2 separate regions of the Columba livia genome follow, and region 1 is linked to region 2. A link is a contact called in public Hi-C data. All regions are on one chromosome and are shown on one strand. The core of a region is the stretch at or near the end of the contact, and the rest is flanking DNA. Distances in the headings are between cores, read along the strand shown.

Region 1 (7,280 bases), core at 2,193-4,692, 580 kb after region 2:
CATCTTATTTACTGAGGTTCAGCTGTTCGTCATCCCCAGCTTCAATTCTCCGGCCATTGAGTACTCACAGTGCATTGTAAGGACCAACAAACCTCTGTTATTTACGTGCATGGGCTCGTGTCCCAGTTACTGAACCCAGTGGCTGTGGAGAGGTGTGGAAAAGGTCCACCTAAGGAGCAGAAGATGACCACAGTTCTAGTGCTGGACATGCCAGTCCGCATTTGGTGTCACTGAACTGTCCGGATAACACCTTCTGCCAAAGTAAACGTTTAGCTTTGAACACGTGAGCAATCATACAGGCTACACTGCTAAAAAAGAAGTATGCACCTAAGTGTGGGATCAGAGTCATACTGCTGAGAAAACCTTGTAGCTTGGACAGATAAAAACCTGAAAAATTGCAAGGCTTTATAATCAACTTTCTTATCTGAAACAGTGTTTCGATGGGGATAATTTTAAAACTTCTGAAGGAGACACATGGGTACCTACATTGGCTCCTCCTGAAAAACACTTTGCCCTGGCTAGTAAAATAAAGTGTTAGCTTTTTGAATGCTGGGATCGGTAGTATTGCATTTTCTTGAATTTCTCATTAGCGCTAGTAATGCAAGACAGAGCAAGTTGCTCGATGGTGGAACAAGTGATCCTATCTCCCCCTCTGCTGGAAAACCACGATATGACCTCCAGGAAAAAGAATGGTGAGACGTGTAGGAAACCCGGCTGGGGTGGCTGCCCTGGTCCTCCTGGGGACAGAATAAGGCATAAAAACTGAGCCAAAATCCCCAATCTGTAATATTATGGCACTGGGCTAATGTTATCACCAGTTATGTCCTGGGCAATACCTGAATCTAGTTGTCTTCCAAAGAAAACTGGATTGCCCCAAAATTTCCCCAGTCTTCACCACTCATGCTGCCCTGCCTTTCTAGATGTCTGAAAGATTAGGAATAAGTAATCTTCCCAACATTTGCTGTTGTATCTGGTCTCTAGTAACACCTCTGTGGAGACAAAAAACAGTCCCAAATCTGTATAATATACCTATAACATATGAAAAATCCCAGCAGTCACTAAGCAGAATAATTTCTGGGAAATTCAGAATATTTCAGGGAAAATAAGTCTGCTGAATGCTTTGCTTGCAGCCCTTGGACTGATATGTCTATATAAGAGACTGACTGCATCACTGCAGAAAAAACCCTATCCAAATCATAAAATTTGAAATTTTTAAAAGGGCTGAAATTGTTTATTCTGGGGAGACCATGCGTGCTTAGGAAGTGTCTGGTGCGGTTGCTCTCAGGGGAGGTATTTGGGTTTTTTTTGAGTCAGGGCTGTGCCCGGGAACTCCCGTTCTGGGTCAGTGCCTCTGATACACAAACCCAGACCAAACCCCAAGCTCCTGCTCCAAACAAGGCGATCTTTGTGTTTTGCTGGGATGTCACAGTTTATGGCAATTTGCAGCTTGATGGGGACTGACGGGAGGCACCAGCACTTCGGGGAGAGATGGAGTGGGAGGGGAAGAGCTATCAAAGAGATTACCTGCATTCCCTCCAGCATTTCGTGGAGGGTGTAAAGTCCTGTTTTGTTGTCTTCTGACCTGTCTAGTTCCTCGAAGGAAATTGTGCCATGTGGCCCATTAAAAGGTGGCTTACACAGAGCAGCACCAGCTCTTTGTCATCAGACATTCCCCAGAAAGGTCCAGAGCCAGAGAAAAAAGTCAGCTTCCACTTCTGCAGTGTTTGATCTCTACAACACCGCAGCTATACCACACTCCCCATGCAGTTATTATAGCCTGGTGCGATTTATAGCAGCCCTGGGGCTGCTGTGGAAGGAACGTGAGGCAAGTGGGGGTCCCACCAGGGCTAGCACTCACAAAAACGTATGTTTTAAAGAAACTTTTGGCATTTTCTTTTTATTTTTAGAGCCCATACAGAGGAATCTACCCTGTCCTTTTCCACAGGAGCATGGCTCTGAAGTCACAACCTCCTGATTCTTCAACAGTGCTTGAATTCATGGCCTGTGTTCATACCACTGGGCAGGTCATAAATCCTCCCCAACTACCTGTACACAAAATCAGCATTCATTTTCATCATGCCACAACTGCAGCCTGAGTTTGGGGGACTTCCCTGCCAACTCTCAGCTCGGCAGGACCTCCCTTTCTTCTCTGAGACCACCAGGCAGCAGCAGGGCTTTTCATGTGGTAAGGAACGAGGCACACGCTTCAGATCATGTCTCTGACAACTGAGTCTTTTTTTTTAATCTTTTTTAAAATTTTTCTCAGCTCTTCTCAAGCTTGATTCTGGAAAGCAGTGCCAGGTTAGGCTGGGAGAGCAATGGTCCCACTCCCAGTAGTGACAGGGAGTGTTCATGTGCAAAGGAGGAGTGTCCATCCACAAGTCATGTATCACACTGTTACCTTCAAAGCAGTGGAGAGAAACCTGGGACACTTTCAGACATACGCACACAGTTTGCCATCAGGTCCCACACATCAAAGACATGGTTTATCAGTCCCTTTTCCCTTAACTTCAAGGCTTGCTATTGCTGCAGGGTTTCTTTTCCTGGCAACTTTTGAGAATAGTGTATACGAGAGGTGCCATGTCCTGGTGCTTGGGATTAAGGTCAGTTGGTGATGGGTAAGTGTTGCCCAGGCTGCCGATGGCTCCCTGCCCACCCAAGCCCTATTGACAGCTGCCTCTGAATACCATCCAGCACCTGGGCTCCGTGCAGCAGCCATCTCTCGACACTCAAAGGAAAACATCAAGTGCACCCACATAGTAAGATAAAATAATATTTGATCAGTTATGGAGGGGAAAATAAAAAAGTCCTCTCAGTTCTCTTCTTGCCAAGCTAACCAGCATTGCTTTTCCTGGGAGATGTGCTCTGTAAAGACATGGGTTCACTGTTTGGACAGATCCGTTCAAGCTGTTCTCCCAGGCAGAAGTATCCAGTGATGAGAAAAGTCTTGTTTGCCCTAATTCAACTGGTCTGTCCTTAGGACTCTGAGAAACAGCTCACCATGAAAAGGAGCTGCTTCACCAGGGAATACGTCTGCGCTTCAGCGAGGATGATTGTTTTTGCTGGGCTCTGCTATCCAGAGATGGAGAAAACATTTGGTTCCTCCAGGGAAATGTCTCTTTTAATCACTCCAAGGTCTCTGGCTTTGGCTTGCGGAAGAGCCTGGTGCAAGCTGGGCTGATGTGTTAGGGTGGGTGTCACCCATGAAGAGACATGTGAAGAGGTGGGGTAAGGACTATTGCTGGGCATGGTGGGACTCCTCTGTTCTCCTCGGCTTTTCTTGCTTCAGGTTTCAGAAGGGACCTGAGAACTTCTGTGTATATGGACAGGGGTGCTGCAGGGGCACCCATGCTGAGGGAATGTGCCGTTCTTTCTCAAAAAGCAAACAAAACTGGATTATTTCCTTTGTGAGCCCATCCAAAGCCTGCTGTGATGTTGTTTGTGGTTCAGAGAACCCATGAGTCAGTTAGGGAAGTGTGGCCAGGCCGGGCTTTGCTCCCGCAGGCTCAGCTCTGCTGGGGTGAGGCTCTCCCCGCCCTGGGGGCAGACCCAGGCCTTGGCCCAGGTGTGTTTTTGGGCTCGCCCCGCCTCACCCAGTGCTGCGGCGGCAGCAGTGACGGAGCAGGGAGCAGCAAAACATGGTGCCAGGCTGAACGGCTGGAGCCGGCGTGGAGCAGCAAAGGAATGGAGGTGGTAACTGTGGCGGCCCTGCTCCTCTCACCCTCACTGCATGGGCTGCTTTGTCTCCTTTGCCCCCCGGACTGGGTGAAACCTCTGCTGCTTGATTTTCTGCTGCTGATTTGTAGCTTTGGGGCTGCTATCTCTATGAAGGACTGGGAGCAGTTAAACTTGGCATTAGGTGCATGCTTTCAATGCTGCATGTGATGTGCATGGGGACAGCTGTTCTGCCCCAAAGCAGGGGCTGAAGGGATCCTGGTGCCTGGTTTCTTACCCTCTTCCTCTGAGATGAGCTGTGGTTGCTGTCTCTTAATTTAACAGAAAGTAGAGGTGGAGTTTTTTTTTTTTCTGGGAGAAGCCGGCAGGTTAATGAGTAGATGGTATCTGTGGTGCGTTCTCGTCAGCATGCCCAGGGTGCCTGGGCTCAGCTCCAGCCACCCCACTGCCGGGAAGAGAGCAGTGCTGATTAAACATTTACCCATGGGACCTCCCTTGGAAATCAAGATAAAGAATGGATGAAGCCAGAAGAATTTCAGGAAGGGAACATGCAGTGCTTCCTCTCAGCTGAGTGGAATTTTTTCAGTGTCAATTTGTTTTAGAAAAGCAACTGCAGAAAACTAATGAGAACTGAGATTCCTTTTACTTAGTACTTGGTATCAGCACAGACCTCCAGCTGGTGATCTTTCTAAAAGGTGTCATTATCATAGGCTTAAGCTGAGCTTTATTCTGCTTCCTAGAATGATATTAATGTTAGCAGAACATTTTATTTATAGGGAGAAAATATGGAAAGTTTAGCTATCCCCTGACTCTGTAATGCTCATAGCTTTCCGGTCAGTGGAAGTTTGTTTCCTTTTTATCCTCTCCCGTATCTTGCATGGGCTTTTGCCAAATGTATTATTATTCACAGTGAATTATTTGGCCAGATGTAGCTCTAATACACATTGTGAGCTTTTGGCAGTTCTTTAAATTTACTAGTGTATTCTCTCTGCTTGTCAACTGGTCTGATTTTCAGAGGATCACCTCTCCCCACTGTGCTGAACCCTCCCTGGGCTGGTGGGGCACTGGGACTGGGACTTCATGTGTGGCCTGACCGCCTGTGGCCCATCTGGCACTGCGTTTAGGTTGGGCATCTCCCTGAGCTAGCTTAAAGTGTGGGCTGAGCTGGAGAGTTGCCTGAGTGGGTCTGTATTTTGAAACAGTCCTGATGGAAAATTATCTTTGCAGAGACTGGGAGAACTCATTGTACCTCAGATGGTTCTGCTAAGCTCAGCCCTGTGCAAGGAGGCAGCACTTTTGGGAACATTATTGAGGGGGAAAAGAGAGCATTGGGGCCAGCTGGGTGTGGGGGTACAGGAGGTGGCCATATGGTGCAATTTAACCCCATCTTCCCAGGCAGTTTGGTGTGCTCAGCCAGGGACTGTATGTCTCCCCCTGGTGCTGGGTCTGCTTGTGGCATTGGTGAGAATACACCAAGTGGGCTGCAAACTGCAGGAGCTATGTTCTAGTGAAGGGCACAGAGAGTGCTTTAAGTGCAGATAACCTTCCAGTTAATTAGGCAAATTATTTGAAGCTGCCATTTCAAGGTAAGAGGAGTAACAACTTGAGGGGGGGGGGGGGGAAGGGAGGCTTGTATCCATCCCTCTTTAATTAAAGGTAGTGCCAAGACTGTAACTGTCACAGCTGTTTCTGCCACTGCCGGGGTAAGACCTGACCACAAACCCTGTTTCGCAGGAGTCCACTTCGCCGGTGGCATATTGAGACAGGCAGGTACTTTTTCTTTTCTATTTTCATTGTCTCCGAGGGCACTGATGAGGAACTGTGTGCTAGAGTAAAGAAAATCAGTAAAGCAAGGTAAACAGCAGTGAACTGTTCAGCTGCTGCTGCAGCACGTGCAAAGGCTCAGTGCAATCACGTTAGGGCACCTCACTGCTTTATTTCCCATCTGGCGGTGCTGGAGGGATCTGGTACATGAGGGATTTTTTTTTGTTGTTTTTTTTCCAAAGTCTGATTCTTCCTCCCTATACTTCTGAAAATTCCCATTCACATTGGCTCGACACTAGATTAGGCTGTCTGGACAGCTTACACCGCATCATGCTGCTGACCACTAATATGAAATATAATTGGAGCAATTCAAACCTCTTCCCCATGGGTTGGTTCTTTACATCATGCACTGCCCTGTGAAAGTAATAAAGTCAGTGAAAGGGGTTATTCAAGAGAAATTGTCAGTGTTTAATAAATCGTGCAATTAGATGCAATAAAACCTCAGTATGCTATTCATCTGTTCTGCCTTAACACTTAAGGCTGGGGCTTTTTTCAGAATAACGAAGTTCTGTCCTAGATAATTTTTTCCAATTTCCTCATTAGACAGGTTCTTGTGGAGCCTTACAGTTCTCTGCACTGAACTAAGCTGCCAGAGTAGTGCACCTAATGTAATCGTGGCATATAAAAAGTTATAGAGCAGTTCAAGGACTTAAGTAGCTCATAAATTTTTCTTCATATTTTCTCCCTAGTTCAGTTCAGGGCTGAAATTAAGCCACAACAACATTGCAGGCAAAAATTGTGGTCTTCTTTCTCCAGGATGGGACAGTGACATGCCTGAGGGCAAAGTCTTGAAACAAAATGTTCTTAGGTGCCCTTTTAAACTGTGCTGTCACTGCTTAGCTCTCTTTGTTCAAAATCATATATAACCTGGGGCCTAGTGACTGTATGGGACAAGATTTGAGTATCTTAGCAGGTATTCATGTCCTGGACCAGGAGATGCTCTTGCTGTCATTTTGTGCTCTGTGTTTGGTTTGTATGTCCTCTACTTCTTGGTGTGAGAATAATGGCAAGGGGAGAAGCATCCAAAGAGCCATGGGAACCCTGAGCTAAACCAAAATGGTGGAAACAGATGATTTTTGTCCCAGGGGTCATTTGGAGCCTGCCAAGGTGGATGTTTAGTGCATCTCTTCCCATGGTGAAGTTTTCTAAAGGAGGCAGGGTGTGGACTAGGGATCTGTGGGGCAGCACTGGCCTCTCCCCTGGCTGGTGTTTATGTACTGAAAATAAGTGCAGTTTTCCTACCCAGCAGGTGCATGAGCAGTATTGCAGCACCTGTGCTGGGAAGCTCTAACATTCATTTTAGTGTTTGTCAGGTCCTCCTGAGGGAGATTCTCCAACACTAGGTAATGTTGGGGAGCAGGAGCCGTCTCCACTGGCTCTGCTTGGTTGTGTTTCTGTGCCTTGCTTCTGTGTTTTCCTTCATCTCAGTTCTGTTGCCTTTATCAGAAGTGATTTGTGAGCCTTTGGAGGATCCTTTGAATGAGCTAATTCTCCTCTCATGCTTTTAAATTTTCACTAGGCTCTGCATATCCTTGGTGATGAGGATGGAGTCTGGGCCTCCTTCTCTCTTAAGTGATCATGATTGTATAAAACACCTGTTCCCACCCCTGAAAGCAGATGTTTTGTGCTCTTTGCCCTCCCAGGCAGGTGTGACTGATTTCAGAGCCCTCAGAGCAAAATTTCAGAATGACTCCACCTTGGCCAACAAGCTGCTGCAGCCACACAAAAAGCCTCCCACTGCAATCCCTCCCAAGCTGGGCTCTGGAGGTGATGCTGTGTCC
Region 2 (7,436 bases), core at 2,041-4,540:
AATTGGCTACAATTCTTCCTTTCTCGTGGCCCCCACTCCATCGTTTTCTTATGCTGCATGCGTCTCTGCTAGAAGTAGCAAGAGTTGCAGGGAGGGGAATTAGGATAAGCAGAATCTGCTCTTAAAAAAGTGAAGTAAAAGATGGACTTGGATGTTCTGCCAGTGATAACTCTATTGCTTGGGCTGGCGATGGTTGGCAGATGTGTAAAGAGAGCTGGGTGTCTCTGCTGTCCCTTGTTGCTGCCTACACGAATTGCAGGCATCCAGTAAATGTGCTGTTTGATCTCCTGGAGCCTGAGGCTACGTGCCAAAGCCAGGCCTAGCTCATTCCTGCCTGCCTTCTTCTGGCTGTGCTGCTTAAAGGCTGCTTTTCTTGGTACAAACCAGGGGCTCCTACCCTGCTTTATGAATGGATACAGAGAATTGTTATCTCCAGTACATAAATTCATTATAACTATTAAACTAAGCTGAAATTGAACCTGTTGACCTGGAAGTGAATGGCTCCATAACATTTCATTAATCCTTTGAGATGTTTAATTCTTGCTAATTTGATATTTCAGATACGATCTTCTCTACAGATATAATGGCTTAATTAGTATACATTACATGATGTCGCTTCACACTACAGCGTGTACAGTATTTATCCACTAGAAAAGTAATTCAGTAGAGCTCAATTATAATACATTGACTAGAGCATTGAAGTTAAAAAGGATATGTGCAGTCGTCATTATATTTTAAGCATAAACATTTTTCAGGCTGTTGATATCAATCACCTACTAAAAATGATGTTCCTAAACCTTTTGTTACAGCTTACTAAAATATTTCCATTTAAAATGGGATTCTGACAGTACTGGATTAATTAGCAAATCATAACCAACATTTGGTGGGACAACAGTTCATAGAAACCTGATGTGTAACTTAGTCACCTATATAATATCCTTAACACAGTCTCGTTTTGTTGACCAGCAAAACAGGTGAAAATACAAGTTTGAAGAAGAACTTTGTGATATGGTTGTCTTCTATATCTTAATCTGATAAAAACACTGCTGACTGACAGCACTATTTGACGATAGACACCAAAATATGTGCTAAACAAATTTATTTTGTAGCATTCCGCTTGCAAGCTTGTAGCTGAAGCCACCTGGTTGAGAACACACAGCTCCAGGTAACTGTCCAGGACAGTGGTTCCAGTTGGAAGTGCAGGGAACAGGCAAAGCAAAAGGTAATAATTCTTTGGGATCTGGTCATTTTGCTGCTGCCTTCCTGTGAAAGTCAGGGGAGGTACAGGTACACAGAAGCTCATCTTAGAAACCATTCACTTAACAAGTGGAAGTAAAACTTGTGCTTGTGGCATGTGCTGTATGATCTGACCTGCCTACTTTTTGCTTCAGCTTTCACTCGCATGTGGATTTTCATGGCAAAGATGTGTTTATTGTAACTGTATTTGGACATACTGTGGTCAGCCTTATGGTCGTTCTGTCTTTTGTTTGTAATGGCAAGTAGAGACTGTTTCCCAAAGTGAAAAGGCTGTTTTCCAAAGTGAGTTCCATCAAAATGATACAAATTGTTTTTTTTCCTGTTTGTGAGTGACGTGGTCAAGTCCCTCCAGCTTCTCTCAAGTTCTTATCACGCCTTTGCTACACAATCCAATGTAGAAAATACATCAAGTACCACAGAAGTAGGGTGAGCAAACCAACATTTCAACATTGAGTCAATGTGAAAAAGGCTGTAAGGTGATGCATGCGTGAGCAACAGAAGCTCCTGAAAGCGCTAAATGGTCTGAAAACTTGATAAACCTTGTAGGAAGCTCTAAAGTTCCTACGCAAGTTTAATTGCAGGTTCTTCTTAGACCTTTTCAAATGACTGTTGAGGTCAACCTGAGGCTACAAAAGATGCAAGGGTCTGTTGGAAAAGTGGTATTTCTTAACTCCCTCACTGCCTAATTTCCATAATTGCATAGAGGACTGGGTATTTGACCCAATTGTCAAATGGAATATTTTCCCCCAACTTTTAATGGATGTTTTTCATGTAGGTATTGAAGTTGGTTTTCTTCTGTCAGATCAGTGTGTACAGAATAGTACCCAAATTCAGATGACTCCTGCCCCAACCCAGATGCTTCCCCTCCTCCCATTCTCTGCAATCTTAATCTGCAAATTACACTTGATGTAGTTAAATTTATCTCTTTTTCCCTTCTGGCAACATTGATCTGAATTGTATATTTGGACTCTAGTGAACCTGAGTTCCTTATTCCTACCTGGGATGTGTTGTCGTCAGATTTATTCCATACATATGTGGGATAAATAATGAAAGAGTAAATGAGGAAGGAATACTGTAGCAAAGTTGCCGCAGTGTGATTTTTAGCCACGAGATGGCAGCTGGGCTGCCTGAGCTGATCTGGAATCTGATCCGTTGTAACACCTTCATTTTTAGTCTGGCTTTAGTAAATTATCAAGGTGATTTTCACTTTCATTCAGTGTTAACTGCAATAACTCTTCCCTAGAGTTAACTTGAAACATCATCCTTGTGAGCCAGTGAATCTCAGGTGATTCTGTTGGAGGTCTTTGGTTGTTCTTTATCTGGGTAGCAGGTAACTTTAACAAAAGCTGCTGTCTGGCAAGCCTTACTTTCCCGTAATAGAAATTATCAGAAAGGAGTGACTGAGTGAAAAGTTGTACATGCAAAAATTAAGTATGCACCATTGGGTTTACACTTGTAGTAGCCAGTTTTGAGCCCTCACTGCAAATGTGGTCTGCTTTCCTCCTACGGTAGGATAACAAATGAAGTCAGAACATTTTATTTTGGTGCTGATGGCATGCTTGTCTCTGTCTAATGACCAAAGCAGGATCTGTGCTCTAAGGAGATGAGAAATCTGCTTTCACCTGTGTTCTTGACAGCCTGGGACTTGCTTTTTTCCTTCCTCTCCAACCTGTCAGTGAGCAGTGAGCAGCTGCTGCCTGAGGGAAATGAGCCGGGAGCTGAGGGTGACCGCAGCACCAGCTGTGGATGTGTAGGATGGATATATATCTGAGGTGAGGAGAAAATGAAAATATTAGGATAGGCTGTTTGTATTTTCTTCTCTGTAATTGTGGTTTTAGAGTATGAGGGATAATAGAGGAAGAGAGAGCGGTTGCTTCACATCAGCCAGCCTTACTTGTTCAGGAGATGGTGAAATGAGAGGATTCTGCTTTTGTTCTGTGGTCTCAGTGCTTGGTGTTCTCTCTCTTTCCCCACTCCATGTGAGGTAATTCATGAACTACAAGGGTGAAGGGAAATAACTGAGGTTTGGAGGAGCCAAACATGTGTCAACTGGATTTCAGACTGCCAGGTATATGAAGAGTATCTTCAGATTCTGAGCCTGGAGAAAGTTACTATGTTTTCTTTAAGCACTTTAACAGAACAGCAAATGATTCTTGAAGCAATCAGATCTTTGTCTAGCACTGTATTTGGTGGAGTTTTCCCCACTTCTTTGCTATATCCCCAGCTGTATCACCCTCCGGTTACTTTGGTAATACAGATGAGGCTCTACTGGTCTGCATTTCACAATTTTTTCAGCCAACAAGCTAGAAGGAAACAAAACCCTTGAGAAGCAGCAGGGTCCAATTTTCGCTGTTGACAATGAGGCCTCTATTCTGTTCACACTGAAATCTCTGGCAAAGGTCCCAGTAGTTAGATCTGGATTTCTCCCTCCTTAAAACAATATTCTTCCTTTCGTGCTTTATCCTCTGCTTGTCAGCATCAGCTGATTATGAGCTCCTGCACAGATGACATTTTATCTTCAGTAAGCAGGAAGGAGGCATGAATTAGGGCTTAGAAAAAATGTTCAATAATTAGCCACAGAGGAAGGAAAACATCCAAAAAAAGTACACAGAAAGAATTGACTTGCTTCATTTGACTGGGCTGGAAAGTTCAGCTGTAATGATAGTGGTTAAATTAATTATGATGATTTGGTGACAAGCTTGCTTGTCCCCAGATGAAGTGTATTATTTTTTAACCAAGATGAAGTAACTGCTGCTGTGTCAGAATCACAGGTATCAGGTATTCCTTGCATACTGCACACTCATTAAGGGTGTCATGTGTGGTGGCCCAATTTGATCACAGGTTAACCCTTAAGCCAGGGTTTGGATAAGTCTGTGGAAGGCTTTAGTGCTTTCTCTAAACCCTTCTTTATTGTGATTAACTATGATGGACACAGTCTTGGACAATATGGTGGGTTGTGACCTCTGGCATTAAAAGGACAAATTCTTATATTGTAGCTGAAGCTGGGGGGTGTCCTGGGGCTGTGCCAAGAGTGGGACCCTATCTCTAGTAGCGACTGCTGCCATGAATGCTGCTGATCCGGCATCGTCATTTATCCCCACACCTCTGTTACCTCAATTGCCTCTGCCCTGGCTGCGGCTTTAATGGCTGGCGGTGTTTGTGTGCATAGCTAATATGACACACATATTACACAGGGTATGTACCCTGTATGGCATTGAAGAACTTCTCATGGATGTCTCGGGGTGTAGTATTTAGATGGGCTCCAGCTTCAATTCTTCATGGCTCTCTTTTGTCATTCTATTATTATTTTGTCATTCTATTTCTATTATTTTGTCATTCTGTTATTAATACTAACTTATTTTTGACATGCTGACCTTTCCTTATCTTTGTTGTCAGTATTGCAAGACAGAGGATCCACTGAAATTAGTTTCCTGTGTGGTTATGAAAGCCATTGAGATCTATGGACTTCATGATTTTTCTCGGGGAGCAGGTCTCAGTCTATCAGGCTATCCCTGAAGAAATCTCCATCTCTTAACATGGGACTTTGAGTTTTATCACTTCAGTGTTTCATAGTGCCTGTGGGACATACATGTCAAGAGGCATCACATCTTGGAGGATGTTTCTTAATGACTATCATGAGCTGATATATATAGGACTTTAGGAAGGAGGATCTTGAATTTGATGGGGATAACAAGGGCAGCTAATAAAATGAGCACAGCACTATCAAAGAGAAGTGTTCAGAAGGTACTTGTGCACTCATATCTGATACACTGAGCAGTTTCCTGAGCAATTGCAGATTTGGGGGGCTTTAAACTTCTCGTTTTATTGCTATTGATATGCTGTAACTCAGTGCCAGCAGCTGCCAGCATAGCTGTCAGGCATAGATGTGAAGGCACATGGCTGCTGATGGTCACAGGTGTCACGTCAAGATACCATAATAAGAGCATGACTACTTTAGAGACACTTGCCCCCACCCAACATTTCTACTACTTTTCCTTAATTTTAGTTACTAATAAAAATGCATTTTTGCCATGTATCACTTTCTCTGCATATAAACCCTTTGTTATAGTAGTTCCAAGTTTCCCTAATCAGTAAAATGCTCCTTACAGTTATTTAAACTTGGTGTCAGTTTTACAGACTGTGTACACAGTTCTGGTTCCTGGAACAAGGGAGCAAAGCCTGTGCTGAGGCCTCTCCTGCAGGAGCCACACACAGCCCCTCTCTGACATGAGGCAGAGCTGCTTTGTGACCTCCATCTTCCTCTCACGCTTCTTCCATCTCACCTTTTTTTCCTAATCCCTATTTTTCTTCTTTAAACTTGGTTGCTTGCTTGGGAAATGTAAGGGTAAATCCAGATAGCTACTCTTTTCTGCTTCTGTTTTAAAATAACAAGAAAAGCTTTGACAGCTAAGAGCCTCAGTGAGATGAAGTGGCTTAACCCATGGAGTGTGGCAGTGGCTGCAAGTGACTCAACGGCATCTTGAACTCTTCCTATAGAGACTTTCACCCCAGGTGCTGAGACATCAGTGCCTCTAAATGGGCAATCTATTAGCATGTTTCACTGTAACAGTCTAATGAGTTGCAGTAATCTAGCCTGGAGGTCAGAGATGAAAGGCTTGCTGTTGAAGCTGCTTATTGAACTTGATTCCCCCATCTTTAGAAGGTCAGAAAACTCATTCACCAAGAGAGCGACCTTTCCCAAGTCACAGAGACTGATGGGCAGGTTGGCCCGTGCAAGTCTGAATTCTGAAGCTAGTCTTGGAAGCAGATAGGAATAGTTTTGTGTTTTCAATGAGATAAGGTTACTCTGTCTTTGTTAGTTTAAAAGGCTAACATAGGAAATCCTGTGTCTTTTAAGAGAAAATTGAATATAGAACATTTCAGTTTAATATGCTGATAGGTTTGGACTGCAGTGCCTCATGGGACTCAATGGGATCATGTTTTTACATGTCTGCTCCAGTCCATGAGGCTGGCCTAGTGAAAGGGTAATAGAAAAAATGCAACAAAGAAAATGTCAATACTGAGACAATCTAATTAGCATTTTTTGCTTCCAAAAAAATTACCCAAACAGAGAATACAAAAAACCCCACAAACAAACAAAAAGCCCACAAACCGACCAACCAACCAACCCACCCCAAAAAGCTCTGGCAAAACTACAGCTTGCTCAGGCTTCCTGAGGCTTCAGAGATTCTGCTGCAAAGGTGCCTCATAAAGCTGTGTGTGATTTGTAGAAAGGAAAGAGTTTATGAAAAGAAAAATAAAGGGAATCTCTCTCTCTCTCTCTCATCCCCCCACAGGCGGGCTTCCAAGATCCAAAACTAGCCATCTAGGAAACCTAAAGATCTTGCAGAATTCGCTCTTTTAGTATAAAGAATTTTTTAAAACCTCAGTATTGTGATAAATTTTTACAGTAAAACGTGGATTTGCACACTCTTCATGGAACACAAAGGTGAAATGTCAGAGGTCCCTGCAGGTGGGAGGTTTGAGCTTTTTACTCTTTCAAAGCCAGTTAGATTTTGGCCAAAGAAAAATCTTCACCCCTCCTCATTTTATACATGCCATATAGCTGGGGCTTGTTCCCTCTACTTCCTTTGATTTACACTGTCACATGGACAAATCAAAGCCTACTCTTTATTTATTGCAGTTAGCAGGAGTGTGCTACAGACTTAATTCAGGATATGGACTCACATCCTTCCCTGGAGCAGGGCATAGTACTTAGTCATTTGCAAGCACTTGGAAGCACAGTGCTTCAGAGTTCCTGTAAACAAGAATAAATTCAAGGAAAATTTTGAATTACATATGTAGTTTGAGTGAATACGTTGGAATCAGAGTAGCACACAGCAAGATGGATCTATCCATCATGGGCAGTTAGTGTAAAGCCTGTATTTGCTTTTCTTTACTATCCACATAGATTCAATCAACATAGCGGTTCTGTCGTTTGCTAAATACATGGGCTCTGCTCTCTGGGACACCAGCTCATCAGTTACCAAGTGAGCAACCTGTCAAAGGGCCTGCACAGATCATTTGTAACTGTCACGTACCCGGAGATCAGAATCTTCCCGGAGTCCGAACCTTTGATGGCTTGGGAACAGGCTCCCAGTACCTGGTACGGGCCTTGCTGGCTGTGAGGGAGGCTGCTGGACCTGGAACCTAAACGTGGAATTGGAGAGTTTGGGTCT

Evidence for each region. Hi-C and Micro-C count contacts between places; a contact is called where the count stands out from the background.
Region 1: a Hi-C map of crop shows a contact between it and region 2, with 6 times the contacts expected there. The contact joins the promoter of FYB2 here to the enhancer-like site in region 2. A contact is called at or near these places in 2 of 2 Hi-C or Micro-C datasets (crop and liver).

What each region holds. Positions count from the first base shown.
Region 1 is chr8:13,422,016-13,429,295 of bColLiv1.pat.W.v2, forward strand. FYB2 (FYN binding protein 2) reads left to right here and starts at 3,443. Exons shown (of 25, transcript XM_065070949.1): 1 at 3,443-3,690; 2 at 7,019-7,280. The coding sequence starts at 3,458.
Region 2 is chr8:12,846,566-12,854,001 of bColLiv1.pat.W.v2, forward strand. No RefSeq gene overlaps it. Among named protein-coding and RNA genes, the nearest start is that of OMA1, 27 kb to the left of the region's middle. Within about 2 kb of position 3,291, at least 1 of the 3 cell types and tissues checked has an H3K27ac peak away from gene starts, as active enhancers do.